6 separate regions of the Mus musculus genome follow, and all the other regions are linked to region 1. A link is a contact called in public ChIA-PET, HiChIP or PLAC-seq and promoter capture Hi-C data. All regions are on one chromosome and are shown on one strand. Each heading gives the region's core, a stretch centred on a gene start, on an enhancer-like site or on the middle of the called end of the contact. The rest is flanking DNA. Distances are from core to core; before and after follow the strand shown. Region 1 holds the start of Dars (aspartyl-tRNA synthetase). Region 2 has its middle 25 kb from the start of Gm23056. Region 3 has its middle 83 kb from the start of Gm23056. Region 4 has its middle 120 kb from the start of Gm23056. Region 5 has its middle 140 kb from the start of Gm23056. Region 6 has its middle 120 kb from the start of Cxcr4.

Region 1 (4,182 bases), core at 965-3,464:
CAAACAAACAAACAAACAAACAAACATATTCTTTTCCAGATTAAGACCTACAGGCTGATAATATTTACAGAGTGTGTTAACATCCATAAACCTTTAGTCAACCCTATTTTAAACTTCATGAAGTATTCTAGAATTACAAGGAAAATACTAACCTGGCTTTTCTTGTGATTGTATCATAGAAGATATCCCATATCTCTCTTTAGCATAATCCTAGGGAAAAAAATTTTTTGGTAAAATGACTTTTAATTTAAATACATAAATACAAGTACCTAGAACTACAAATAAATTTGTATTAATTTCCAAAAGTACACTTTTAAACTCAGCCATTTTAAATATGGAAATTTGTTCACTTATGTATGTGCTTACTACAAAGAAAAAAAGCACCCAGTTTCTGGTTATATATTTATTATATTTACATATGTGCATAGATATATCATGCATAATAGTACTCCCAGGTATAACTTACACATGCATAGAATGCTTCTTAACTACCTTATTCCAAGGGAGATTAATCTACTTCAAAGAAGAGATATAAATTTGCCCTGTGAAGGGAGTAAGATGAAGTCCTACAGTTTTATTAACTTCCTATCACAGGAAGAGGTGTTCAAAGAGAACCAACGCTTTGGGTAAGGTTTCTGAGCACCAGATGTTCACTTGTTAGAAATCGGAGCTGTTTGATACACGCTAACTACAACTTTCCTTTTGTAAAACACGACCAGAAAATTCACCTGCCTCCTATTTCTACAACTAATAACAGGTTACATAGTTTGAGAATGGCAATATTATCAAATTTCATGGAGTAAGTTAGGAAGAGGAGCTGAAGTTCAGGCTATAAACTACACTTATTAAACAGTTACGTAGTCTTTCATTTTATCTTACCTTACCTCTACAATGTTCTTAAGTTCCTTCCATTTATTTATAGAACTCTATTATAATGTCTACCATATACTGTATCTTATACCTATACTACTTACAATGGTGTGTTGATAATTTATACAATTAGACACACTAACACACAAAAATAATTTCCTTAAATTTTTTTTTAACAAGGTAGTTTTGAAAGATGTCTGAAACAGTTTCTGTTCTTCTACATTCTCTTGTTGAAATTGTTTCTTCAATATGAGAGAACTGTCACATAATGGTATGTGCCATAAATAGGTGGTGCATTTGAACCAAAGGGGGGTGAAAATAAGAAAAAAAAGTGTTATTGTTTCTATTTAGTACTCACATTTCAGCAGAACTAAATAGTAACTTATTATTCTGAGTTATGATGTAGTTAGCAAATGCTGAATTCCTCCACCAAAAAATTAGGAGCCAGGAAAAGATTAAGACTTAAGTATTACTACAAACACCTAACTTAGAGGATTTCAAACCTTGACTTCTGCAAAGTGCTATGGATCACTGAGGGTTATCTCTGGGAATTGCACTACCCTACCTCACAGAGTCACTGAGAAAGGAAACCAAGATAACACGTGTTGGCAGCTGTCACAAGGAAAAGTCATTAAATACACTGGCAGCTCGTGCTGCAAAGGGCTGTCTTTACTGGCCAGAACATTATGAGGGCTGAGGGTATCGATTAGTGGTGCTTTATCAGAAATGTCCGGGGACTGGGCTGGTGTGTTCCGTGCAGGACGTGCTAACCTAGGAAGGCTCGAGTGAACCTCGCCGCAGCTACTTCCGGTTCCGCGAGCGCCCACGTTTGCCTGTCCCCCCACCCCCAGGAACACGGTTCTTCCAGGCCACGGTCCCAAGAGTTAACAGTCCCGAGTAGTTGAGGCCGCGAGCCCAGGCACGGCCCCTGGGGTCCTCGGGAGCACTGGCCTGCGACGCGACACCCCACGCCGCGGCCTGCGAGTAAAGCGCTGACGGGAGCTACGGAAGCGGCGCCCGGATCGCCCCACTCCCTCCCTCAGCGCACTCCCCGACCCGGGGGGAAAGGAGGAAACCCACTTCCGCCGCGTCCACGATCTCCCGCGGCTTCTCCTGACCCTTACGGCTGGCGTTGGTGCTGGGCATCAGGACACTGGATTTGGGGAGTGGATACCACCCTCCCTCGCAGGCTTCCGTAGGACAGGCTAAGAAGCGGCTCCCTCCCGCACAGTCTCGCCCTCCCAGCCCGGGTTCTAAGCCCCCAGTCTCCGCGTGGAACCTTGGCTTCGGAAATATCGCGAGAGCCACAGCGAGCTCTCGCGCGCCGCCGCCAGCTCCTCCCTCTGCCCCGCCCACGGGAGTCATGGGGCGTGGCCCAGAAGTGGGTGTGGTCTCGCAGGATAGGCTCCGAGGAATCTTCCCTGCAGAGCCTCTTGACATACCTACCCTCTTGGTCTAACTTCATTCCAGTTAATTGTCTTCCCCTTGCTCCCAGAGTCCCTCTTTTTAAATTTAATTCTAATTATTTTAAAGACAGGGTCTGTGTAATGCTGTCTGGCCTGGAACTCACGAGGATCCTCCTGCCTCTGCTCCCTGAGTGCTGGGATTAAGAGTGTGAAACACCACGAGCTTGCTTACTTGTATATTTAGAGACAGGGAGTTGGGGGTGGGGTGAGTATCATTGTTTCACCCTCCCTGGCAGACAGCTTGTCTCGCGTCCTGCCAGCTGGGATCTCCGCTTTTGGAATTGATGCCTTCACTGCCCTGTGGAAGCCTGTCTCTTGGGTCAGAGGAGGTCTCTGGGCAACCTGCTCTGTGTGGGAAGGCAGGATGCTGTGTTAGAGGTAGGCAGGTAGGCTCCTAAGGCAGGATGGAGTACTGTTTTAAAAGCAATAGCCTACAGGTTTTCCTTGACTTGTTGTGTTGTGAAAGGCAATGCATAGTATAGTGTTGGTTGTCTAATGGGTGAATCTTCCCTAAATTAGACTTTTGAAAAATGCTGTCGTTTTTATTGAATGTGGGCTTTGGTAATTCGGGCCTGCAGTTAACAGCACTCAGGAAGCAGAGGCCAGCCTTGTTTGCGTAGTGAGACTCTATCTTAAAACAACAACCAAGAAGGAAAAGTTTGTTGGGATGAAATTTGAAGACTTGATTACATACTACTTCCGGTGCTGGACACAAGCTTTAGCCGTCTTTGTCACATTTTAGCTGTCTGTAGTGTCTTATCTTGACATAAAATGTCATGGTCAATACTTGTTAACAGGATACAATTGGACCCTCCTCCCCAACCCTACCTTATCCCCTCAAATGAAAGCTCTCTGGGAATAACTTTACTTAGATCTGGAATCCAGGTAAGATTTTACTTAGATCTGGAATCCAGGTAAGATAGATATGGTGGCTCCAGAAGTGTAGTTTACTATGTAGTTATAGGTGGGGGAAAATATGGTTCAATTAACTCATCAGTGGTTATAAATATGTGCTTTGTGCTAAGCGTTATATAAACCATTGGCAATAAAATGATTACTGATGGTTCTGGCCAGGATCCTGAGCTGATCTTTCTACTTGACGCAGGCTGACTGCCGAGAAGAGACACATCTTAATCTGCTACTGTTTGCTCAAAACAGAAGAATGTATTCATTCCTTAGGGAATGATAGTGAATACTTATGGTCAATAGCACATTCCATTATAGTCAAGGGATTCCAATGCAGAAAGCATCTGAATTGGCTCCATTTCTAAAAGAAGTATTTATTCTCTTAGCCTTAGTACTAATGTATGCCCTGATCGACAGAAGGCAACATATAAATTCTATTGTCATTTGGTAGGGTGGAATTGTCATATTTCAGTGTGTCCACAAGACTCCTTTTGTTTGTTTGTTTCTTGTTGTTTTCCTGCATATGTCTTACTGTGCTCCTTTGCTTTGATAGAATATTCTTATTTAGGTCATAACTTTGGAGTAACGATGTAAATATGTGTAAGAAATATCAACTATGACTTTTTCTATCGAATACTGTAAAACTTGTGTTTAAAACCAGGAATTCAAATCTGTTTATCTCCCTTTCCTTACAAGACTTATGAAAATGCTTTAGTTCCCTACCCAGTAAAACCTTTGTTTACACAAAGGCTCCATGCTCTAGACTAGGAATTCAATGGCCTGGAACAGTGACCCTTTTCTCCTTGGAGCAGTGACCCCTTCCTGCTTCTTCCATTTCCTGTGCACCAGTTCTTTGCAGACTAGCCAACTGAATAAGACTGTGAGGTCGGACCCCAGCCAATGGGGAAAAGACACAGCTGAGGTAAAATAAAAACCAAAT
Region 2 (4,182 bases), core at 471-2,970, 440 kb after region 1:
TTTATTTTGGCATTTCATTTAAATTCAATATTTAATACCTTTCTTAAACTTTAGTATTTTATTTCTCTTCAAGTATAGGCAAAGGATAATTATGTTTTTCGTATTCCATTCTAAACTGCCTTTAGTCTACTCCAGGCTTTGATATAAATGTTACAAATTTCTCTGTATGCCATTAAATAAACTATATTGGAATGTTTTAAAAAACCTCTCTGGGGCCTGCGGATATAGGTGAGTGAGTAGACTCCTCACCTGGCACACAGACACCTGGATTTGATCCACAGCACCACATAAATTGGGCATGGCAGACTACACCTGGAATCTCAGAGCTCGGGAGGTTAAGGTAGGAAGGTCAGGAGTTCAAGGCCATCCCCAGATATATAGTAAGCTCAAGGCCAGCCTGGGTTTCATGAAACTGTCACAAAAAACCAAACCCAACACAAACCCAGCATTCTGAAGCCATCAAGCCAGTACTATACAGCTCACCCATTTTTAAATGTACAATTTAACATTTGTGACAATTTCATGAAGTTTTTGCAGACACAGAGAAAAACTAAAATCAAGACACTTTTTAAATACAATGGTGGGAACACCAGGTGACCGGGCTACAGCAAAGTGGGGGAGCCCTCTATTACAGTCTTTAGATATTATCTCATGGCATGCTTAGCCTCTGGATTGGTGGAGGCTATGGATCTCTGTGCATTCTGAAAAGATGTATCGATTAGTCACAAGATTCTTAAGTCATACACTGAGCTGGGCAATCAATGGCTATTTAGGAGGCTATGAGAGACCAGAATAATTTGGCTCTGGATCTGAAACATTTCAGCCAGCTCTCCAGTCATTGAAGTTTGAACCAGTCAGTCAATCATCTTTACAGAGTGTTCGGGATGGGTGTGTCCCTCTCCTGAAAACCTTACTTCCACCAGAGTGGATCAGACTCTTCAGTGGGTAAGAACACAGGGAGGACGGCAGCTCTGGGTTTCTGAGCCAGTTTGCATCTCTGTGCCTTGGTGTCTACTCTGGCTGCCTGCATGATCCAGTCAAGGCATAAGAAGCCTCCACAGGGGGCTTCTCTGGTATACATCCTGCATGGGAATTCTGAATCATAGAGTCTGCCCAGGCAGAAGAGCCCTCCCCAGAAATACAGGGAAAGGCAACAAGCACACAAACTGTCTTTACTACTCCTGGAGACAGGTATGCAGGCAAGATGGCTTCTCTGGGCACAGGAAAAAAATGCAGAGGCTTAAAGTAGAGGCATCAAGCTGCTTTTGAGTGCACTTAAGAGCTTCGCAGATTTGGAGGCCCCACTTCACTAATAACAGCACTCTCCCTGGCATTACTTTGCCAACCCTGCTTCCTACTTTTCTGCTCACTAGCCCTTTCCTAGAAGCCCACAATTAAGGTGATGTGAAATGCTATCCAAATGCCACCGGACAGCTTTCTGGTGGTGGCTCCAATTAGCATATGAAGGTCTCCTGGTAACAGGGGACCCTCTGTAGGCAATTTCTGACCCAGGTCTCTCAGTAGGTTTCACGGCTGGGGTGGACACTGTGTTTTTGTGCATACATGGGTTTGGAGGTTTCTCTGCTTCTCTGGGCTCCCGATCTGATCCCCAGGTGTTGGGGCAGAAACTTTAGCCCCAAGGAGTGACACACCCCTTCCATTCCCTGGGTATTTCAGGGCCAGTCTAGGCAGAGCTTCTTTGCTGTCTAACTGTATTGTTAATTAACATAACAAATCTTCCCAGCTGCTGACTGGGGTGGGGGCGGGCGTCCCCCAATTAGTGCAAATCCTCAAGCGTCCCCTTGCCTTTGTAGTAATGAATATTTTGAGAACGGACCAACCCTGCTCTAAGGAGATAAATTCCCCTTCACCCCAGTTTAAAGCGCGTACTTCCTCTCAGATTTTTGGCTTTGCTAAGTAAGCCATCATGGGGAACCTGATTACAGAAAGGGATAATACCACACTTGTCTCATCTGGGTTTAAAAAAGACAAAAAGGGATTGTGAGCACAGAAGGGCAGCGAACGTCTCCAGAGGACGTGATTCATTTGAAGGTGTTGTCTTCTTTTCAAACCAGGATGAGGAAAACTGGGGGGAGTGGAAGGCTAACAGGGGGCTTAAGAGTGTAAACATTGTGTCTAGCAAGTGGAGGCTTTTAAAAAGCCCTCTCTCACACTTGGTTCTACACCACACACTCAGCCTGCACAGCTCTAAATCACATTGGGGGCTCTCAGTCTCCTGGGCTGGTGGTGAGTCACACAGTAGCAGGGACACTTGTACTTCTGGGATGGGGGTCAGCTGAGCAGCAGCCTGGGTTGGGAATCTCCAGCAGAGGGTGGAGGCCACAAGGGACTGGGTAGCCCAGAGCACAGGTAAATTTTGGCTGTCCTTCCTCAAATGCTAGCCACCATTCTTTTTTTTTTTTTTGAGTCAGGGTCTCTCACTGGCCTGTTAGTTGCCAAGTAAGCTATTGCCACCGACCAGCAAACTCCATTCTCCATACCCACCTCCCCAAGGATGCTGGATTTAGAAATATGTGCCACCTAAGCTCAGCTTTTTCTTAGGTAGCTCATGGGGGTGGGGAGTGGGGGTCAAACCTGTGTTCTGTTTTTTTGTTTTGTTGTTTTTTTCTGTTACTGTGGTAAAATAATTTGACCAAAAGCAAGTTAGAAGAAAAGGCTTGTTTGACTTACACTTCCATTTCACAGTCTCTTGTAGAGGAAAATCAGAGCAGGAACGTGAAACAGGAACCATAGAGGAAAGCTGCTTGTTGGTTGCTTTGTAGATGGCTCCTGCTTAGCTATATCCTTAGTCCCACCTTTCCTGGGAACGGTGATGTCCATACTTGAATAACACATCCCTACCCCCCACTCCCTGAATCTTTTTTTTTTTTTTTTTTTACAGGTGACTCTGGCTGTGCTACACTGACATTAGCTAACTAGGGCATCATGTTTTCAAAGCAAGCATTGGGCAATTATTTTGAAGGACAGATAGTACAGGATATGTTAGAAAGGACTCTGTCTCCTGTGCCTTCCTAGAACTGCCTACCTTCCATCCTTGAAGGGCAAGATCTGTTGTTTCTCCCGTCTCTCACACTGCCCTCTCATTTCCCAGAGTCACACACACATAACTTCACTTTTCCTCATCCTTTATTGCAAGGACCCATGATTCACCCCAGAATGATACTCAGGATTCAAATAGTATGTAAATGCAAAGAGTGTTTTATACTGCAGAAGTCCAGCATGCTAGGGTCTCCCTTTACCAAGATAGAGAGACAACCAAGTGAGCTTACAAGCCTGATTTAAAGTACATTAGGCGATTTGGGGGTAGGTGACCTTCATCTTGCTCCATCTCTAGGGGACATTCCATTACTGGGCATAGAGGCTGGAAACTATTGCTGAGGAAGTATCTGAAGAAGTCTGGAAACTGCTGCTGACCCATTGTCCTTGCCTCAGGCCAGGTGGTGGGGCAGCTTCTGAGGCCGGCCTGGCCTGGATTTGCCTAATCCTGAATTGCCAATTTGAAGTTTGTCATGGAGTCAGCCTAGCCTTCTCATTATCACACTGGTCTGGCTTGTACTGGGAATTGTGAGGCTTTGGGAATCCATATGGAAGGATCAAACAATGATGTCTGTTGTGGTTAGGAATGGTGTTATATCTCAAGAACATTCTTTATCTACTATCTCACTTCTTTTAAAATCAAAACCTTAACTGTAGAAGAAACACATAAAATTGATTTTGCCATCTTAACCTTGTATAAGAGCATGGTCCAGTGTGTTAAGTGATTTACCAATTTTCAAAAGGGTTTGCAGTTGTGTGCTCATTAAATAACCACTTTCCATTTCTCTTCCTTCAGCTCTTAGCAAACATTGCCCTACTTTCTCTTTCTTTCCCTCCCTCCTCCCTCCCTCCCTCCCTCCCTCCCTCCCTCCCTCCCTCCCTCCCTCCCTCCCTCCCTCCCTTCCTTGTCTTTTCTTTCTCTGAAAGACTATCTTGAGACAGGGTATCTTGATTTATCTTCTTTTAGCTTAGGTTAGTCTTGAATTCTTGATGGTTGTCTTAGTTTTAACTCTCAACTTGACACAGCCTAAAGTCACCCAAGACGGAAATCTCAGTTTAATGAAAGCCAAGAGGGACATGCCTGTGAGGGACTGTCTTGATTGTAGGAAGAGCCAGCCCAGCGTG
Region 3 (4,182 bases), core at 1,024-3,523, 390 kb after region 1:
TTTTCATGAGATTTGTGCTGAGGAAGAGAAAGGCTGAAGTCTGGTGCCAGCTGGAGGAGAAAATTGTCTCTCAGGAAGTTATTTCACACAGTTCTGATAACTTGTCAGAGAACCTGGAAGGAGAGACTAGAGTGGAGATGCTGCTGCCTGTGTCAGCGAGGGGCAGGACCACATCTTGACCAGGGATGCTTAGTTATGCATGTCTCTTGCCCTCCATTTAAGTGTAACATTCATGTCAGGACCCCAAAGGTAGATGGAAGGGAGTGGTGTCTCTGGACCTCTTGTTCCTCTTCCCAATCTGGCTTTTCAGTGTAACTTGTGTTTTAATTGGTTTATTCAGGACAGGTGGGCTAGGAGATGCCAGAGCATAGGCTCTGACCCTACTAACCATAGTAATAGTGGGGTCTACGATGAACCCCCAAAAGTGTCAGGTGCTGAAACACAATAGGCATGTGATTGTGTTAGGCAGGAAAGCATGAGGAAAGGATATGGCCACTAGGATCTCCCTCATGAACTCAGTTTTAACACAAAGCAAATACGTTCCATCTGTTCCTCTGTGAGAACAGGGTCTGTCACTCCCAAGGATGCTCAGGTATCATCTTGGAGGTGGAGAATGAGCTGTGACGAACCTACCAGTCCCTTTATCTCCGACTCCCTCCCGAGTCTCTAGAGCTATAAGACAACAATTTCAGTTCTTTGTCAACAGCCCAATGCCAGGTGTTTGGGCTTTAAATTTTGAGGTGATTAAAAAAGATGGTCTTGGGTGGGCTCTCCTCTGATGGGGCTGGTGTCCCTGTAATAGAAGAGAGTTGGGCGTACTGGGAGAGACCAGGGAAGTGCTCACAGAGAGACCAGAGAGAGAGAACAGCAAGAAGGTGCTGTCAGCTAAGAGGCTGCTTCTGAAGCAAGCAAGCCTGCTGCTGCCTCTGTCCTCACTTCCAACTTCCAGAGCTATAGGAAGTTTCTGCTTAAACCATTCGATCTCTGTCAGTGGGGTGTCTGTCTGTCTGTCTTTATCTCTCTCAATCTCCCTGTCTGCCTTATTTAGGGCTTCTACTGCTGTGATAAATGCCATGACCAAAGCAACTTAGGGATAGAGTTTATTTAACCTTACACTTCCAAGTGTTGGTCCATCACTGAGAGAAGGCAAGGTGGGAACTGAAGGCAGGAACCTGGAGGCAGGACCTGAAGTAGAAGCCTCTCTCTCCTCCCATAATGCCTCCCCCCATCACTCTGCCCCTTCCACCACCTTCTTTCTAGTTCTCTCTGTTCCCATCTCCATCCATCTGTCTTTATGTATCTCTCTACTTCCCTCTTTCCAGCTCTTCCTGTCTCCCTCTTTCTTCCCTTCTCTTCCTGTCTCTGTCTCCCTCCCTAACTTTTCCTCTTTTTACCTCTTTATCCCAATATCTTGGTCCATGTCTCTTTCTATATCTTGTTCTCTCTTTCCATCTCTCCATCTTTATCTCATCTCTTTTTCCTCTATCTCTCTGTCTCTGTCTCTCTTTCTCTCTCTGTCTGTATATCTATCTATCTATCTATCTATCTATCTATCTATCTATCTATCTATCTATCTATCTATGTCTGCCTCTTTCCCTTTGTCCCCATCCCCAAACAACTGAAATCTCTCTACTACCCACTCCTGGTAGAATTCTCCCCCCACCCCCTTTTCCTAGTGCTTTTCCTAGTCCCCTTTGGACCACAAGCTCCTTGAGAGCCACACTGCCTGGCTCATTTCTACATTGACAGCATCTAGCATGGCAGTGAGTATATCTCAGGCTTAGGGAAGTCAGATATGAATGAATGCCTTATCAGTGGGATGCTTTCTGGGAGTCCTGACTCAGAGCAGGGATGTCAGACAGGCAGGACTCAGAGGAGGGGCTATCCAGTCCCTCTCCCACTTGATTGGTCCTGGACCAATCCTGCAATTTTTCCAGTCTCCCAGCCTCTCAGTCTCCCAGTCTCCCAGTCTCTCAGCCTCCCAGTCTCTCAGCCTCCCAGTCTCTCAGCCTCTCTCTCATCCCAAGGGTTTGACTCCCACCCTCCCAGCCTCTCAGCCTCCCAGCCCAGGGCTTTAGCTTTTATCCTCCACCCCCTTCATCACCACTTAATGACATGCAGAAGATGTGAATTCCCCTAAGCCCAGTTGTGTGGTCCTCTCCTCAAAGGCTGGCTCCCCACCCCTCGCTCCAGCAAGTCCCTTTGGAGGGTCTGACAGACAGTCTTCCTTTCTCACCCCTCCAGCTGGACCCACTCAGGGAGCAGAAGGATTTTTCTGGGAACTGAACAGGGAGGAGGAGCCAGGCAAAGCCACAGAGGCACAAGCTCGGGCTGTCTGTGTTCTGCGCCTGATGTCCAAGCAGGGCTCCAAGCCACCCGGGTGAGGAACATTGGAATGGCAAAGGGGAAGAGACTGTGAACAGGGCCATGTTTACCCAGCCCAGCCCGCTGGGAGACCGGCCTGGTGGTGGCCAGCCTCTTAGCACAAGGAAGCCCTCTGGAGAAAACAGCTTTCAATGAGAAAGAAGCCAGGCAGACATGCCTGGCCATGGATGAAAGCCGCAGGCCTCAGAGGGTGGGCGGCACTGAGGACAGGCTGGATCTCACGCCTGGGTCTGTGCCATTCTTAGGAAGGACCCCAGGGAATAGAACTGGCTTGGCACATGCAGAAGGTAGACTCTCCTCTGGATCTGGCTCTCAGGGCACTGTAGGGGTTCCTACCACCCAGGAAAAGGTGTCAGACATCTGAAGCAGCCCCCTGTAGTGGCTGAGAGATCTGGAGTCTCCAGGGAAGTGGGGAGTGACTTGGGGGGTTGCCTGGGGCGCAGGGACAGTGTCTAGGACCTATGGCACAGGTCACAGCTACACTACAGTTTCTTTTAATCAGAAAGAGGAGCTAGGGAGCTGGACCAGTAAGTACTACAGTGTTTGCTATGAACACCCAAGGACTGGAATTCCATCTCTAGAATACCATGGGGACAAAAGCTGGTGGTGGCAAATGCTTGTAACCTTAGTGCTTGAGCAGTGGAAAGGCAGAGACTGGGGCATCTTTAGGGTGTGCTAGCCAGCCATTCTAGCAGAATGGCCAATCTCCAGGCTCAGTGAAAGACCCTGTCTCAAAAATAAAATAAAATAAAATAAAATAAAATAAAATAAAATAAAATAAAATATTAAAAAAAAAAACCCTGAGGAGCACAGCTGATCAGATATTGACCTTTGACTTTCAAGACTGTGCTTACCTGCACACATGCATGAGTGCGCGCGTGCATGAACACACACACACACACACACACACACACACACACAGAGAGAGAGAGAGAGAGAGAGAGAGAGAGAGAGAGAGAGAGAGCAATTTGAACTTACGAGACATAGCAAAATGTTTCATTGGTACAATTCTATTTCCACATTATCCCAAGCAGGCAAATGTGGAGAAAGTAGGTTAGTGGTAGCCAGGTGCGGAGGAGAAAGGAGGAGGAACTGGGTTGGGGGAGGGGGTGATCTACAGTGAATTCGATTTACCTGGGAGAGTCATGAAACTATTCTGGAAAGAGCAGTGAGGGTCGTCCAACTTCATGAATAGCCTCAAAAGCCCTTAAACTGTGCACTTTAAAAGGTTCAGTTTATGGCTTTCTTAATTAAGCTTTCCTTGTTGGTTGTTATTATTTTTAGGACAAAGGAGACAGAACATAAAGAGGGAAAAGGATACATTAGAGACAACAACATAACGTACAATGATTAACCCAGTGAATTCGAAATGCATTTAAACAAGCAAAAACAGGGATGAAGGCGGGCAAAATTGAAAGTGGGAAACAGGTTTCATCTGGCATACAAAAAAATGGGGGCTTCCTGGAATGTTGAACTAAGGAAAATCAATGCTGTGTGTAGACTCAGAAGGAAAAAAATTTGGTGATCTGTTTGGCCACTGGACATGGGGAGAGGAGATGCAGATGGCATGAGGGTTATCCCCATGGGCCTTTTCACCAATCAAAACCCCAGATCTGAGATGATTGGCTAGAAAGGCAAATACAGACCCTGGGGAGCTGGGCTAGAGGAACAAAATTGGAGCAGGCAAATCTCTGTCTCTGTCTCTGTCTCTGTCTCTGTCTCTGTCTCTGTCTGTCTGTCTGTCTCTCACTCGTGTGTGTGTGTGTGTGTGTGTGTGTGTGTGTGTGTGTGTGTGTG
Region 4 (4,182 bases), core at 1,083-3,582, 350 kb after region 1:
GACAGGTTTTGAAGGGGACAGGTTGAATGCCCTGGATCTGCCACATAACTAACACTAGGATGAAAAGCAATGTAAGATCTTGTTTATATTCTGTTACTTTCCTACCAAATAGGGATAAGGAAACCTATGGAAGGTGGTAGGAAGGCTTAGGTGAGGCTCGGGGAGCTGGTTCAGTTGGTATAGTTGCTGAACAAACATGAGGATCTGAGTTTGATACCTAGAAGTGCGCACGGTCTGTCTCCTCCCCAGCTCTGCCCTTACAAGCATGCACCATCACACTGGGCTCCTCCTCCTCCTCCTCCTCCTCCTCCTCCTCCTCCTCCTCCTCCTCCTCCTCCTCCTCCTCCTCCTCCTCCTCCTCCTCCTCCTCCTTTTCCTCCTTCTCCTCTTCATGGATTCTGGGGGTTGAGATCAGGTCTTCATGCTTGCACAGCAAGCTCTCCTTTGACTGAGTCATTTCTGAAATCTGTGGACTTTTAGTTTGTTCGAATTTTTTACCGCATCAGCAAATGTCTACAAGTGACTTTAGCAATTTCATTCCTGGTGGCCAGTTGGTGTCATAAATGAACATTGTGTTGACATATTTCACTTATTTGGTGCTTTTTACATCCTTAAAGTGCCATTGCATATATTCTCTTCTGAAAACCCAGCTAGGCAGAGATTACTAGCCCGGTTTTAAAGATGAGGCCATGGATGCACAGGTCAGTTCTCTGGATGGAAGACTTGCACTTAGGGCTCGCTTTCTTTTCTGCTTCTCCTGACCTGTTTCTTCCTCTGGAGAATGGTGCTACGGGGCTGCATTTACAAGACTATAAGGGGACCCTTGGGGGACCCTGACCAACAAGGAATGATCATTCATCCCCTAGTGTTGGAAATCCCCACTGCTCCTCAGACTGACAGACACTACTGATAGTCCCCGGAACTGTGAGTCTCCCAGTAAGGTATGACAAACCTCAGGCCCATGTTTTCAGATAACTGTTAGTGGCCACAGAAGTTCCCCCAAGATGGTTGGTTAACCTTTGTCAAATCTGTTCTGACTCTGTGTGGGCAGCTGGGTTTCACCAGGAGGGCACTGAAAGTACTTGCCCAGACAGTCCAAGCCTAGAGCCAGGAGATCCCCACGTCTTCTTCCCTCCCTCCTGCATGGCTTCATAGCCTTCCTCTCTGACATATAAAATATGATATCTTTGACATATGTTCCTGAAAACTGTATACAACACTTGCTTCCAAACTTCTGTAAGGGGGGATCAAAAGAGGGTCCAGAAGCTTCTAAAATACAGATCAGAAGTTCAGTGGCAATATCAGTCGGATGAACTGGTTTTTCTGAACGATTTCTGCAATTAATACCATGGAATAAAGGAAGATTATAGCTTTAAAAACTGGATGTGAGAAGATAAATGTCTCTTTATTTTTCATTGATCAATGAGTCCCTGTATTCCAAAGAAGGTACTGACCCTTGCTGGTGTCATGAACTTCAGTATAAAAGAAGGGGAGGAGTGGGTTCAGTCAATAAAGGGCTACCCAGGCAAACACGAGGAGCTGGGCTCTCTATGCCAACACTCGTGTTTAAACAAAAAAGCTAGAGGTAATGATACGTGCCTGTAATCTCAGCACTGTGGAGCTGGAGCAAGGAGGAGCCTGTGGCCAGTCAGTCTATCCAAATCAAACCAGCAGCTCCGAGTTCAACAAAGTGCCCTGGTTTTTTTTGTTGTTGTTGTTGTTTTGTTTTGTTTTGTGTTTTGTTTTTTGTTTTTTTTAAGGTGGAGAGTTATTGAGGTAGACACCTGATTTCAACTTTTGGCCTCTGCATGCTTGTGTGTACACATATACACACCCCAAAGCAAACAAGGAAGGGAGGGAGAAAGAGAAAAGGAAGGGGGGGGGGGAAGAGTTGCTTTCCTTTGTGTGTAGAGTGGACTGCGAGCAGCTAGGCTCAGAGCCATGACTTGGAGAGCCTAGGCAGATGGCTTCATAAACACAGTCCCTGGGCGGCAGAGGTTTGGATGGTCTATCAAGATGAAGAGCACAGGCTTGAAGCTGGGATATCTGTTTAACGATGAGGCTAGACTGTAGGGAAGTCACACGTTTGACTCTGTGTTTAAGAAAGGTCACACGTGGAGAATCTTGTATCAGGTGGCTAGCCCCCGCAGAAGACCTCACAACATAGGTTTCAAGTACCCGTGAACCTCAGATAGATACATCCTGTTTTCTTTTTTTTCTAGCCTTTCAAAAGTGGTATTCAATACTCGAGAAAACCTCAAAGCTTTAAGTTGGCACTAGCCAGCCCAATTTAAGGTCAGGTTTTGCATAGAAGACTCAGACAGGAAGCAGGCTGGTGTAAAAGCAGCCAGAAGGGTAACGAAACAATACCACTCCATCCACCGACTATGCATGGAGATGTGCTATGTCATCTGATGGTAGCTTTGTTTTCCCTTAGCAGTTTCATTTGTGAAAGTGACTACTACCCTTTAGCACGGCCCCTAAGATGGCTGTGTGTAGAGCAATTTTAAACCAGCAACATGGTCGCTCTGGTAAGGAATCACATCCAAAAACATCCAAGGTCTATATGATCTGGCTGGAATGCAGGCATTCCCTGGATTATAATATGATCTGGAATATAGATACACCCTTAGTACTCACCTTTAATCCCTAACAATGAAGTAAGGTTAGTTTGTAGAAGGAAGCAGCCATGGTCAAAAGTGATGTTTAATTAGGGGATGGTCAAAGTGACAAATCAGAGAAAGGTTTGGCAGAATGAGTCAGAGATAGGATGTGCCCAATTCTCGCAAGAGCAGGCAGAAATGAGAGGCGGCTTAAGAACAGTGCAGAGAGAGCAGCAGTCACTTCAGTCTATTGAGAGCCAGTGGAGTGAAGTCAAGTTCATGGCAGTTCATTTGTTGGCCTTTCAGTCCATGGAGTTCAGAAGCAGTTTTTAACCAGGACAGTTTTACAGAGACAGGTTTCAGAGAGAACAGCGAGACACAGGTGAAGACAGAATGAGCTAGAAGACGAGAGCAGATTACCAAAGTTAGTTTGAGGCCAAGCAGAGCAGAGCAACTCAGTCAGAAGCTGAGATTGAAGCCAGATTGAATCAGTCAGTTTGGAGAGGAATTTGGTCTAGAACAGCTAGTTGAACCAGCCAGCTAGAGTTCAGAAAGAACTAGAAAGTGAGGGTTTACCGGGCATTAAGCCACAGAGATGACAATTACATCAGGCGAATGAAAGTTACATTTACAGCTGTACAATCCTTCCGAATGAAAGGAAAGTTTCACTCTGTAACCTGGAGTCCATTCTCAGTCATGACTGAGCCGTGGATGGCTTGAGCAGGTATTGCAACATCTAGTCAAAGCAGAGTACAGTCTTTTATCTCCTTGGTGCGTGTTTGTGTGGGCATGCCTGTACATGCACATTTACGCATGAATGTGGAAGTCAGAAGACAACCTCAATTGCTCCTCATGGATGAAGCACCTTGTTTGTTTGAGACACTGTCTCTCCCTGAACCTGGAGCTCCTTGAGTATGGAGGCTGCCTGGCTAGCCCCAGGGATCCTGCTGTCTCTACTTCCCAGTGCTGGGGATAGCAGGTACACTCCATACCATGCATGGCGTTTTCCGTGGGTCCCAGAGGAAACATCGCCATCTTTCCAAGGAGGGAAGGAGTCAGATCGGCAGGGTGTCATCTTCGCCGTGTGCCCGTTATGGTTTTATGACCCCAGAGTATCATTCATCTGTGACAAGTCTGTAGGCTGGCCTGTTAGATTTTAAACTGTTGAATTTTCATAATCTGTTTATGAGTGAGTCTGTTCCCCACTGGTTATGACTCAGGAATCACAAGGAGTGATCTGGAAAAGTGGATGATTTATGAGAATAAACAGCCAACTCAGTTGTCCCTCTCAGACCAGACAGTTTAAAGCAGAACTAGAGACCAGGCGCTTTGATCTTTTAAACAAGCTTTTTAAAGAGCATGCGTTAATGATCTATAATAATGGTTTCATTATGCCATTTCTGTAAAGCGTATACTTTGGTTGTGTTTGCCCTGTTGCTCTCTCCTATCTCCCCCTACCCACTGCTGCTTTCTTTATTTACTAACTTGTCCCCTCTTTATTTTCACCTCTGTTTTCTGTGAGTCAATGAGTTGGATTAAGATTGCTTATAAGATCCTGGGTGAGGGCTTTCTCACAGGA
Region 5 (4,182 bases), core at 912-3,411, 330 kb after region 1:
AAGTAGGTATCCTAGTTAGGGTTTCTATTGCTGTGATGAAACACCATGACAGAGAACAAGTTGGGAAGGAAAGGGTTTATTTGGCTTACACTTCTACATTGTAGTCCATCAGTGAAGGAAGTCAGGGTAGAAGCTGCTGCTGCTGCTGCTTAGTGGCTTGCTCCCCTTGGCTTGCTCAGCCTGTTTTCTTATAAGACTCAGGACCACCAGCCATAATGAATTGGGCCCTACCCCATCAATCACCAGTTAAGAAAATGCTCTACAGACTTGCCTAAGGCCCAGTTTATGGAGGTATTTTGTCAAGTGAGGTTCCTTTCTCTCAGATGATTAGAGTTTGTATCAAGTCGAGGTAAAGCTAGCTCACTAGGCTTCCAGCAACTTTTACTCTTTGCTTCTTGGACAAGCAAATCTGCTCCCATCTCTTGCTCTTGCATGGCCACTGTTTGCGCATTCTTCCCTGGCCTGTTTCCGTTTGTCACTCTCTGGTTACTTTCTTATATCTTAATTCCATAGATATGCTTTCTAGCTTCCTTTCTTGCTTTGAACTTGGCTGTGGAAGGGCTTCTTGTCCATAAAGGATTTTATATTTTTCTCTGTCTTTCTGTCTCTGCCTCTGCCTCTGCCTCTCCGCCCCCCCCCTCTCTCTCACACACACATACACACTGTCCCTTATCAGCATAATAATATCAATAGTCATATTTTGCCTCATGACTGCACGCACTGTCTGTCATCCTCAGAAGACCTTAAGCTGGCTGGTGTGACCTGTTCTCACTGTGTGAATATGCACACGGAGGTATTGTATGCATGGCAGCATCAGGTGCTAGTCCTCAGGTGCCTCTACCTGGCTTGTTTTGAGACAGGGTCTCTCATTGGCCTGGACTGGTTGATCTGGCTCAGCTGACTGGCCAGGGATCCACCTGAGCCCTCCTCCCCAGTGCTGAGGTTACCACTCACCACCACATAGGGAGTTTTTAAAATGTGGTTTCTGAGGATCAAACTCAGGTCTAATGTGTTCAAGGCAATTGCTGTACTGAGCTTTCTCTGAAGGTCTCACACTTGATGCTTTGGTTTCTCTTAGTGTCACTCTAGGGCCCAGAGAAAATATTATTGACTCAATTTTAAAACATACAAAACCATTCTTTCCCTCTAGCGCCAGATGAAGGGCATTGTGGTGATGTTTTTGCTTTAATTTCCCTCCCTCCCTCCGTCCCTCCGTCCCTCCGTCCCTCCCTCCGTTCCTCTCTCATTCTCTCTCTCTCTCATTCTCTCTCTCTCTCTCTCTCTCTCTCTCTCTCTCTCTCTCTCTCTCTCTCTCTCTCTCTCTCTCTCTCTCTCTCTCTCTCTCTCTCTCTCTCTCTCTCTCTCTCTTTCTCACAGCATGTGTGACTGCAGGGCCAACAAAGGCCAGAAGGGGGCGTTTAGATTCCTTGGAGCAGGAGTTACAGGTGGTTGTAAGCTGCTAGTGTGGACGCTGGGAACTAAATCTAGATCTTTTGCAAGAATACTTAACTGATTCTTGCCAGGACTTCCTCATACCCCAATCCACAGGCACACTTTCCAGCCTCCTCTCTTGCTTTTCTTTGCTGTAGGGGGCTTGGAGGGCACTCTTAACTGCTGAGTCATCTCACCACTGTGTGTCTTACTTGCTTTCAATCTGTTCCCCTTTTTATAAAAAACAAACCCTACCATTCCCTCAGTCTCCATTTCTGCAGTTTGGAAAGGTCTTGCCAGAGCTACAGAGCCAGGCTTGGAGACGTGGCCCTGGCTGATCAGTTAATTTCATCTTCTTGGCAGGATGCAGTTCAGGGATGGTGAAGTCCCAGGTTCATATAAGCCCCTTCCCCATGTTCCTGAGAGGAACAAGTTGTAAGTCTGAGCAGCTCATAGCATTTTCTCCCTAGAAGGAAACAACTGGGAAGCTGATCTGTAGGCTTAGATTTTCTTTTAATAAGTGTTCTCAAACGCTTAGACATCCCCCTCCCTGTTCTAGCCCACTATCTCAAAGGTAGGAGAGAAAAGATGGTAAACAGCACAAGGGGATGTGGACCTGTTTAGAAGTAGTTCCTTGGGGGTGATTTTAATCTCTGTTTGTCAGGATACAGCAGTCTAGTTCAGTAGTGACAGGGTAGCAAACACGAACCAGCAGTGGTGGCGTGATCTTGCAGAAACTGCCAGGCCTCTGCCAAATCAGCATGAACAGCGACCAGGACCAGCCAGGATGCCCGGAGTTCTCTGCCATGCATCTTTCAACTGCATGGAGATCAGCAAAGACGAAGAGTGGAAGAGAAGAAGGAAGTGTTGCAAACCGAGCTATGCAAGCGTGCCATCACTGTCCATGGAGTCCTATTTATACTCTGCCCAAACATCGCGTGTCCTCCCATGGGTCTTGCCTCAGCAAAACACCATGTGCGTCTGCATCACGTGACAAATGGAGACACTTCCAAGTCACAGACTCTAGCCAAATCCTTGTGAATAATCCTCCAGGTGAGACTGTGAGTGAGTCCTGAGGCTCTCCCTGATGGCACAGTGCTCAGCCAGCACATGGGAGGCGGATATCCACAAAGATTCAACCTTCTGGTGCCTATGACTTTGCCCATATCTGCACTGTTGGGCCAAGTGTTGTGATCGCAGCGCAGCTCCAGAAAGACCACCCCAGGCCAAACAGATCCACGTGAGGTTTATTGAGAGAGAGAAAGAGAGAGAAGGGCAAGGTGAAAGAGAAGGTGGGGGAGGGGGAGGGAGAGGTCGATCAGAGGGGCCTTCCTTTTATATATGGATAGTGACCTAGCCACAGGTAAAGGTGGGAGGTGAGCCGAGTGGATTATGGGAATATCGTGTCTGTTACCTTGGCAACAAGTATGCAGGTTGTGCTGTTGCCTATGTGATGTTACAGGTTTCAGAGGTCCTGATACCAACACCAAGTGTGTCCCTTCAGAGGGTTTCTGGTTCCAGACCTCCACCCAGCCTTCTCCAGGTGGCTCTGCAGACCTGCCTTCGGGAGAATGGAACTTCAAAGCCACTTCCCCACTAAAACTCAGCAGCCATGACTTTCCATAGGGCAGGAGCTTCATGTTCAGGACACGTGGTTTCCTCTCTGGGCTGATTAGCCAGCAGTGAGCCAGTGCTGGCTCCTGTGTTGCCCTCTGCATAGGCCGTCACAGGAGGTAAGGACCTTTTCATCTCCTTGGGACTTGTCTTTTTCTTTTGACTTCACCACAGGGTTTCATGTAGCCTAGGCTGGCCTTGAATCCACTCTGTAGCCAAGGATGCTCTTGAACTGATCCTCCCTTCTCCACCTTCTGGGTGCTGGGATTACAGGCACGCCCCCACCACACCTAACTATACATTGCTGGGAGTGGAACCCAGAGTTTTGTGCTCACCAGCGTTGATGCATCTCATTACACGGACTTCTAGCCTATTGCTTTCAACAGTGTGTGTCGGGTTGCATCCCTTCCTTCTGTATTTTGATGGTCCAGTCCTCAGGCTGAGTGCCCTAGGTGGCCACTAATGCAAATCAGGTTTGAATGAACCTCCTCTCATGACTTGTAAATCTGTGTGGGAGTTCCTTGGGGCTATTTACACACCCAGAGCTGGAGTAAGTTCCATACATAGTTTCGGGAGGAAAGGGCGAATTACCCACTGTAGGATTGTGCTAGTGTTCCTTTCTCTCCGGTCATGCTGAAAGAACACGTGGGACAATAGTTGATTATCAGCCAGTTTAAAACATTTTAGTTATGTAGTATGAAGTAATATAGTATTAATATTTTCTCTCACCTCCCCTCCCCCTCTCTCCCTCCTTCCTTCCTTCCTTCCTTCCTTCCTTCCTTCCTTCCTTCCTTCCTTCCTTCCTTCCTTCCTTCCTTCCCTCCTCCCTTTTCTCCTTCCCTCCTCCCTTTCCTCTTTCCCTCCTCCCTTCTCTCTTTCCCTCCTTTCTCTCTTCTCCTCCTCCCGTCTCTCTTTCCCTCCCCCTTTCTCTCTTTCCCTCCTCCTTTCTCTCTCTCCCTCCTCCTCTCTCCCTTTCCCTCCCTCCTTCTCCCTTTCCTCCCTTCCTTTTCGTTGTTGTGATGAGTATGGAACCCAGCGCCTTTTACACAGTAGGTTCGCTTTCTATGATGGACCTTTCTATGATGGTCCGTAAGGTTAGTGAGTGTTCTGATGTATATTTTTCTGATTCTCATTAGC
Region 6 (4,182 bases), core at 1,088-3,587, 300 kb after region 1:
ATCTCCCTCCTAGAACCAGAAACAGAGTCTCTCAGTAGGCTGTAGGAATCTGTTTAAGGTGATTTAGAATCATCATGTGATTTCTGAGGCACAGTTGGTTTGAAGACCCCCTAAGTCTCCAGATTCACAATGTAGCAAAACCTCTTGACAGGAGTCAAGGCAGAAGCCTGTGAGGGGTGCACTGCTCTATCCCCCTTGTATTGGATCTACTATCTTCTGAGTACCCTGTAAGCATGTCTCTCCAAAAAGTCCCTCTATATAAAACTACCCTAGGCAGTCAGCTCCCAGAGGGCAGGGCTATGTCTGTTTTCCTCACTGTTCCCAGTGCTTACAGCAGGGCTTGGGACCTAGCAGGTACCCAACAAGTATTGAATCCATCCATCTACCTACCTACCCACCCATTTGTTCATCCCTTTCTCCCTCTCTCCATCCATGTCTCCATGCATTTGTCTATCTGTATAGCCATTCATCCGTGCATCCATCCATTGATTCCTTCTTATCTTCCCCCTCCCTCTTTTCTTTGATTCTCTTCAGCCTGTGCTGTGTAAGTCAGCTTTTTGTCTCATGACGTAGTGTGTATACCTGTGTAGGAGGCAGGCAGGGAACACCATGCTTGGATGAGCACTCTCTCAGTGCGCTCAGCTTCAGGTCCTGGACTGTGATGAGCAATGGGACTGGGGGCTGAGTTGTGCTAGAACAGTGGAGAATAGGCCACAGTGTGTGTTGTCTATCTCAAAACAGACACAGGCCTCCTCCATGTGAGCTTCTGAGAAGGGAGAGGTGGCTGGCACTGGGCCATCATTAAAACAGCAGCTGACCTCCTGTCAGACACGGTGAGGCTCTGCAGACCTCAGCTCTCTCTAGCTGTCCCCCGAGACATTCTGAGAGAGGGCCATCCATCATAGGGTCCCCTGGGATGGCCACTGGCGCTTGTCTGAGACTCAGTTATGGGGTTCTGTTTTCAGCTCTGATCTTGTCACATTCAAGCTGTCAACTGTACAGACCCTGAAAAGCCAGTCAGAGAACCCTGGGGATAGGTGCTCAGTAGATGACCTTGAGGAGATTCAGCTGAGTGTGGGACTGTGGTGATAAGAGGGACAAATGAGAAGAAGCCACTAGGCCAGCTGCCATTGTGCTGGTCTACCCCACCCCTTTATGTTCATCCTCCGGGGATGGGTAGGCAGCTGCATTAAATCTGTTTTGCCCTGGTACCCTACCGGTGGCCTCTCTTGCTTTCTGATAGCCTTTACCCTTTACTGGGAATACAGAAGGTGATGGAGCGGGATACACGAGTAATGCTACCTAGAGCTGTGCAATCTTGTTCTTGTGTAGTTACTTAATGTCTCTGACTGTGTCTCTTGACAGAATGGTTAAAATGGCAGGGCAGGGTGTACCACCTGGCATTTGAGACTCATTCCATCAGCCCACAGCAGACCGTTCAATCCCGTTGTCATTTGCACAGGGATGGAACACAGAACTGTTTGGATTCTTACTGTTTTGTCTCAGGTAAAGAGGTTCTGGAGCTGTCCTGCCCTGGTGTTGAGCGCCAAAACTAGGGCCTTGCCCTTGCTAGGTAAGTCTTCTACCCCTGAGCTAAATCTCCAATCCCAGAAGCATTTTAAGTTAGACATGTTGCCTGTGACCTTCCAGGGGCTGTGTTAGGGATGAACCTTAGTTGGTAGAGTGCTTGCCCCGCATGCACCAGGCCCTGAGTTCCATCCCAGCACCTTATACATCAGATGTGGTGGTCCAAGCCTCTATATAGCCCCAGTATGCAAGAGGTGGAGGCAGAAGAATGGAAAATACAGGGTCATCCTTAGCTGCAAAATGATTTGAAGCCAGTGTGGAATATTTAAGATCTGGACCAAAATAGAATAAACAGATAAACAAACAAAAAATAGAAAAACAAAAACAAAAAAAATCCTCCCCAACCAAAACATAAAACATAAAAAATAAAAAATGAAAAACAAAACAAAAAAGCAGAAACGTACCTAGGCCTGCTTAAGGAGGGAAGTTAGGAATCGGGGTGCGGATGAGGATAGGTGTCTATCAGTCTCTGTTCCCTCCTGGTCTCTTACATCACTCACAGGGACTGAAGAACACTGGTAGCCATAGGTGTGGGCCCAGTGACTCCTCACGGGGCACAGCAGGGCAGTGTGCTGGCTTTTCTGGCTCTCCTCAGGCTGGCTCTAAGGCAGGCAGGAGGCCATCTCAACTGGGGCTGTGGGAAGCCTGGAGCTGGGCGAAGAGCTGCTCACATTAGCTACAGGGCCATAGCAAGGCTCAGAGTCTATTTGGGACTGAGGAATCAATGCTGGGAGGGGAGGGAGGAGCAAGGCTGGATGAATGCAGCAAGGACCCTCCCACATCTTCCAGAATGCTTTTCTGTACCTCCTGTAGCATGGGCCCCACAGCTACTCAAAGGCATCTCCACTTCCTCCTGGCCCAGCGTTGTGAAATGTCCGTGCAGAATGGAAACCCAGACACCACGCCCTCTGGGTTGAGACTCATGCAATCTCCGGTCCTGGTCAGTGAGTGACGTGGAAGCTTGTTTGTGTGTGGGCTGTTCCCACAGCCAGGTACCCCATGATAGTTCAGCCCCACCTTACTCTCAGAGGAAGGCACGGCCCTATCTACTTTGGCCCTGGATCATAGCAGTGACAGGGGGTGGCGTGGTAATTTCCCCCTTTCTTTGTGTCATATAGTTTAGACTACATTCATGGTTTCCAAAACACAGTTTTATACACTACTGGCCAAACACAAGCTGATTTTAGATACTATATGACTGAATCTTTTTATGTACTTATTTCAATACTTAACTAGCATGTCATACATATGATTTCATGCTTGTTATTGCCTGGCAAAAGTTTCAGTTTATTTAAGTAAAAAGGCTGAACATAAACAAGTCGAGTCAGTTAAAATATTAGCAGATTGGACTGGAGATGGGGCTCAGTGGGTAGAGTGCTGACAAGCACGCATGAAGCCTTGGGTTCCAGCCCCCAGCACCCCCAAAGCAAAGTGAGGTGATGCATACTTAGAACTCAGGAGGTGGAAGCAGGAAGACCAGAAATTCAAGGTCATTTTCAGATACATAGTGAGTCTGAGGCCAGCCTGGGCTATGTGAGATGCTGTCCCAAAACCAAACCAAACCAAACCAAACCAAACCAAACCAAACCATACTAAACTTTAGTATGGGAGATAAAAATGTCAACCACATGCATATCTTATAAAAATTTCTGTTTGTCACATTGATTAAAAATCAAACAGATGGAAGCAATTTTAATAATGTAATTGATATGTCTAAAATACTTTTGTATATATAATAGCTAGAAAATCATTGAACAGTTTTATGTAACATATATGCATATACACATTATATGCACATATATATGCATTACAATATACATGTTGCACACACAATATGTTGTAAAAATTTGATTGTGTTGCTATCTATGCCAGACTTCAAATATGACCTAGCCCTATTTCAGAAACACAGAGGCCACAGTTGGCTGGAAGTACAGGCTTAGGCTCTCTGTGGATTTGATGTTATTGTTTCTATCTTAAATGTAGCCCAGGCTACATTTGGTATGCATGGTAAAGAATGGCTCTCTAGTCTGGCAACGTTGGGCGGTGGAACTTTTAAGAGGTCACACACACACACACACACACACACACACACACACACACACACACACTACAAAGTGAGTCAGAATGAAATGCTTTTTGGGTCATCCATCTCTGCCCCTGCCTCTTTACACTCCAAGTAATAATCAGCCACCACAATTTTAACGGTCTTTATACTCTTGGGCTCTGCTCTGTCCGGGCTATTTAGCAAGTAGTGTGTGGTGAGGGCTTCCTCAAGTTACTTAACACCATTTGTTATAATCTCATCTCCATCAGTCATGAGGGGCGAGTTCTTAAAGCAAGGTTATTTGGACACGGTTGGATGGGCATATGATTAAGGTCCTGGGTGTGACGGTCTCGGATGTGAGTCTGGGAACCACAACCTGAAATCTGTCCCTTCAATGACAGGCTGGCCATAGCGTATTGGAGACCTCCAAATTGGAATTCTGCTGCCTTCACTGCCTGCGATGGAAGCACTGCTCGAGGAGGAACAGACTCGTTCCACCTCGTGGCTGCCAGTGAACTAATTGGACATATTTATAAGGCTGAGCACTAACC

Evidence for each region. Promoter capture Hi-C pulls out the DNA fragments that hold promoters and counts their contacts. ChIA-PET counts read pairs in DNA pulled down with a chosen protein or histone mark. HiChIP or PLAC-seq counts read pairs in DNA pulled down with a chosen protein or histone mark.
Region 2: a contact with region 1 is called in an H3K4me3 HiChIP or PLAC-seq map of embryonic stem cells, with 5 times the contacts expected there. The contact joins the enhancer-like site here to the promoter of Dars in region 1. A contact is called at or near these places in 2 of 39 promoter capture datasets (the C10 cell line and cranial neural crest), 1 of 484 Hi-C or Micro-C datasets (bone marrow-derived macrophages), 7 of 115 datasets of contacts at active chromatin or transcription factors (double positive thymocytes, embryonic basal ganglia, embryonic hindbrain and 2 more) and 1 of 9 other capture datasets (macrophages).
Region 3: a contact with region 1 is called in a promoter capture Hi-C map of cranial neural crest. The contact joins the enhancer-like site here to the promoter of Dars in region 1. A contact is called at or near these places in 6 of 39 promoter capture datasets (the C10 cell line, cranial neural crest, liver and 3 more), 3 of 484 Hi-C or Micro-C datasets (CD8 T cells, bone marrow-derived macrophages and nephron progenitors), 19 of 115 datasets of contacts at active chromatin or transcription factors (the SCID.adh cell line, bone marrow-derived macrophages, craniofacial prominence and 12 more) and 2 of 9 other capture datasets (adipose tissue and macrophages).
Region 4: a contact with region 1 is called in an RNA polymerase II ChIA-PET map of memory CD8 T cells, with 391 read pairs. The contact joins the enhancer-like site here to the promoter of Dars in region 1. A contact is called at or near these places in 5 of 39 promoter capture datasets (the HPC-7 cell line, cranial neural crest, hippocampal neurons and 2 more), 2 of 484 Hi-C or Micro-C datasets (B cells and nephron progenitors), 15 of 115 datasets of contacts at active chromatin or transcription factors (CD8 T cells, the SCID.adh cell line, bone marrow-derived macrophages and 11 more) and 2 of 9 other capture datasets (adipose tissue and liver).
Region 5: an H3K4me3 HiChIP or PLAC-seq map of bone marrow-derived macrophages shows a contact between it and region 1, with 3 times the contacts expected there. The contact joins the enhancer-like site here to the promoter of Dars in region 1. A contact is called at or near these places in 4 of 39 promoter capture datasets (cranial neural crest, embryonic stem cells, hippocampal neurons and 1 more), 2 of 484 Hi-C or Micro-C datasets (the G1E-ER4 cell line and nephron progenitors), 11 of 115 datasets of contacts at active chromatin or transcription factors (the SCID.adh cell line, acute myeloid leukemia, bone marrow-derived macrophages and 8 more) and 2 of 9 other capture datasets (adipose tissue and macrophages).
Region 6: an H3K4me3 HiChIP or PLAC-seq map of bone marrow-derived macrophages shows a contact between it and region 1, with 4 times the contacts expected there. The contact joins the enhancer-like site here to the promoter of Dars in region 1. A contact is called at or near these places in 5 of 39 promoter capture datasets (the C10 cell line, cranial neural crest, hippocampal neurons and 1 more), 3 of 484 Hi-C or Micro-C datasets (bone marrow-derived macrophages, germinal center B cells and nephron progenitors), 2 of 115 datasets of contacts at active chromatin or transcription factors (the SCID.adh cell line and bone marrow-derived macrophages) and 2 of 9 other capture datasets (adipose tissue and liver).

What each region holds. Positions count from the first base shown.
Region 1 is chr1:128,415,202-128,419,383 of GRCm38.p6, forward strand. Dars (aspartyl-tRNA synthetase) reads right to left here and starts at 2,215. Exons shown (of 16, transcript NM_177445.5): 1 at 1,951-2,215; 2 at 153-210. The coding sequence starts at 2,016.
Region 2 is chr1:128,858,506-128,862,687 of GRCm38.p6, forward strand. No RefSeq gene overlaps it. Among named protein-coding and RNA genes, the nearest start is that of Gm23056, 25 kb to the right of the region's middle. Within about 2 kb of position 1,721, at least 10 of the 459 cell types and tissues checked have an H3K27ac peak or open chromatin away from gene starts, as enhancers often do. A contact at or near this core is called in embryonic stem cells, where this site is marked.
Region 3 is chr1:128,801,353-128,805,534 of GRCm38.p6, forward strand. No RefSeq gene overlaps it. Among named protein-coding and RNA genes, the nearest start is that of Gm23056, 83 kb to the right of the region's middle. Within about 2 kb of position 2,274, at least 37 of the 459 cell types and tissues checked have an H3K27ac peak or open chromatin away from gene starts, as enhancers often do.
Region 4 is chr1:128,764,824-128,769,005 of GRCm38.p6, forward strand. No RefSeq gene overlaps it. Among named protein-coding and RNA genes, the nearest start is that of Gm23056, 120 kb to the right of the region's middle. Within about 2 kb of position 2,333, at least 69 of the 459 cell types and tissues checked have an H3K27ac peak or open chromatin away from gene starts, as enhancers often do. A contact at or near this core is called in B cells, CD8 T cells, the SCID.adh cell line and 4 more, where this site is marked.
Region 5 is chr1:128,745,225-128,749,406 of GRCm38.p6, forward strand. No RefSeq gene overlaps it. Among named protein-coding and RNA genes, the nearest start is that of Gm23056, 140 kb to the right of the region's middle. Within about 2 kb of position 2,162, at least 37 of the 459 cell types and tissues checked have an H3K27ac peak or open chromatin away from gene starts, as enhancers often do. A contact at or near this core is called in the G1E-ER4 cell line, the SCID.adh cell line, acute myeloid leukemia and 2 more, where this site is marked.
Region 6 is chr1:128,710,559-128,714,740 of GRCm38.p6, forward strand. No RefSeq gene overlaps it. Among named protein-coding and RNA genes, the nearest start is that of Cxcr4, 120 kb to the left of the region's middle. Within about 2 kb of position 2,338, at least 114 of the 459 cell types and tissues checked have an H3K27ac peak or open chromatin away from gene starts, as enhancers often do. A contact at or near this core is called in the SCID.adh cell line and bone marrow-derived macrophages, where this site is marked.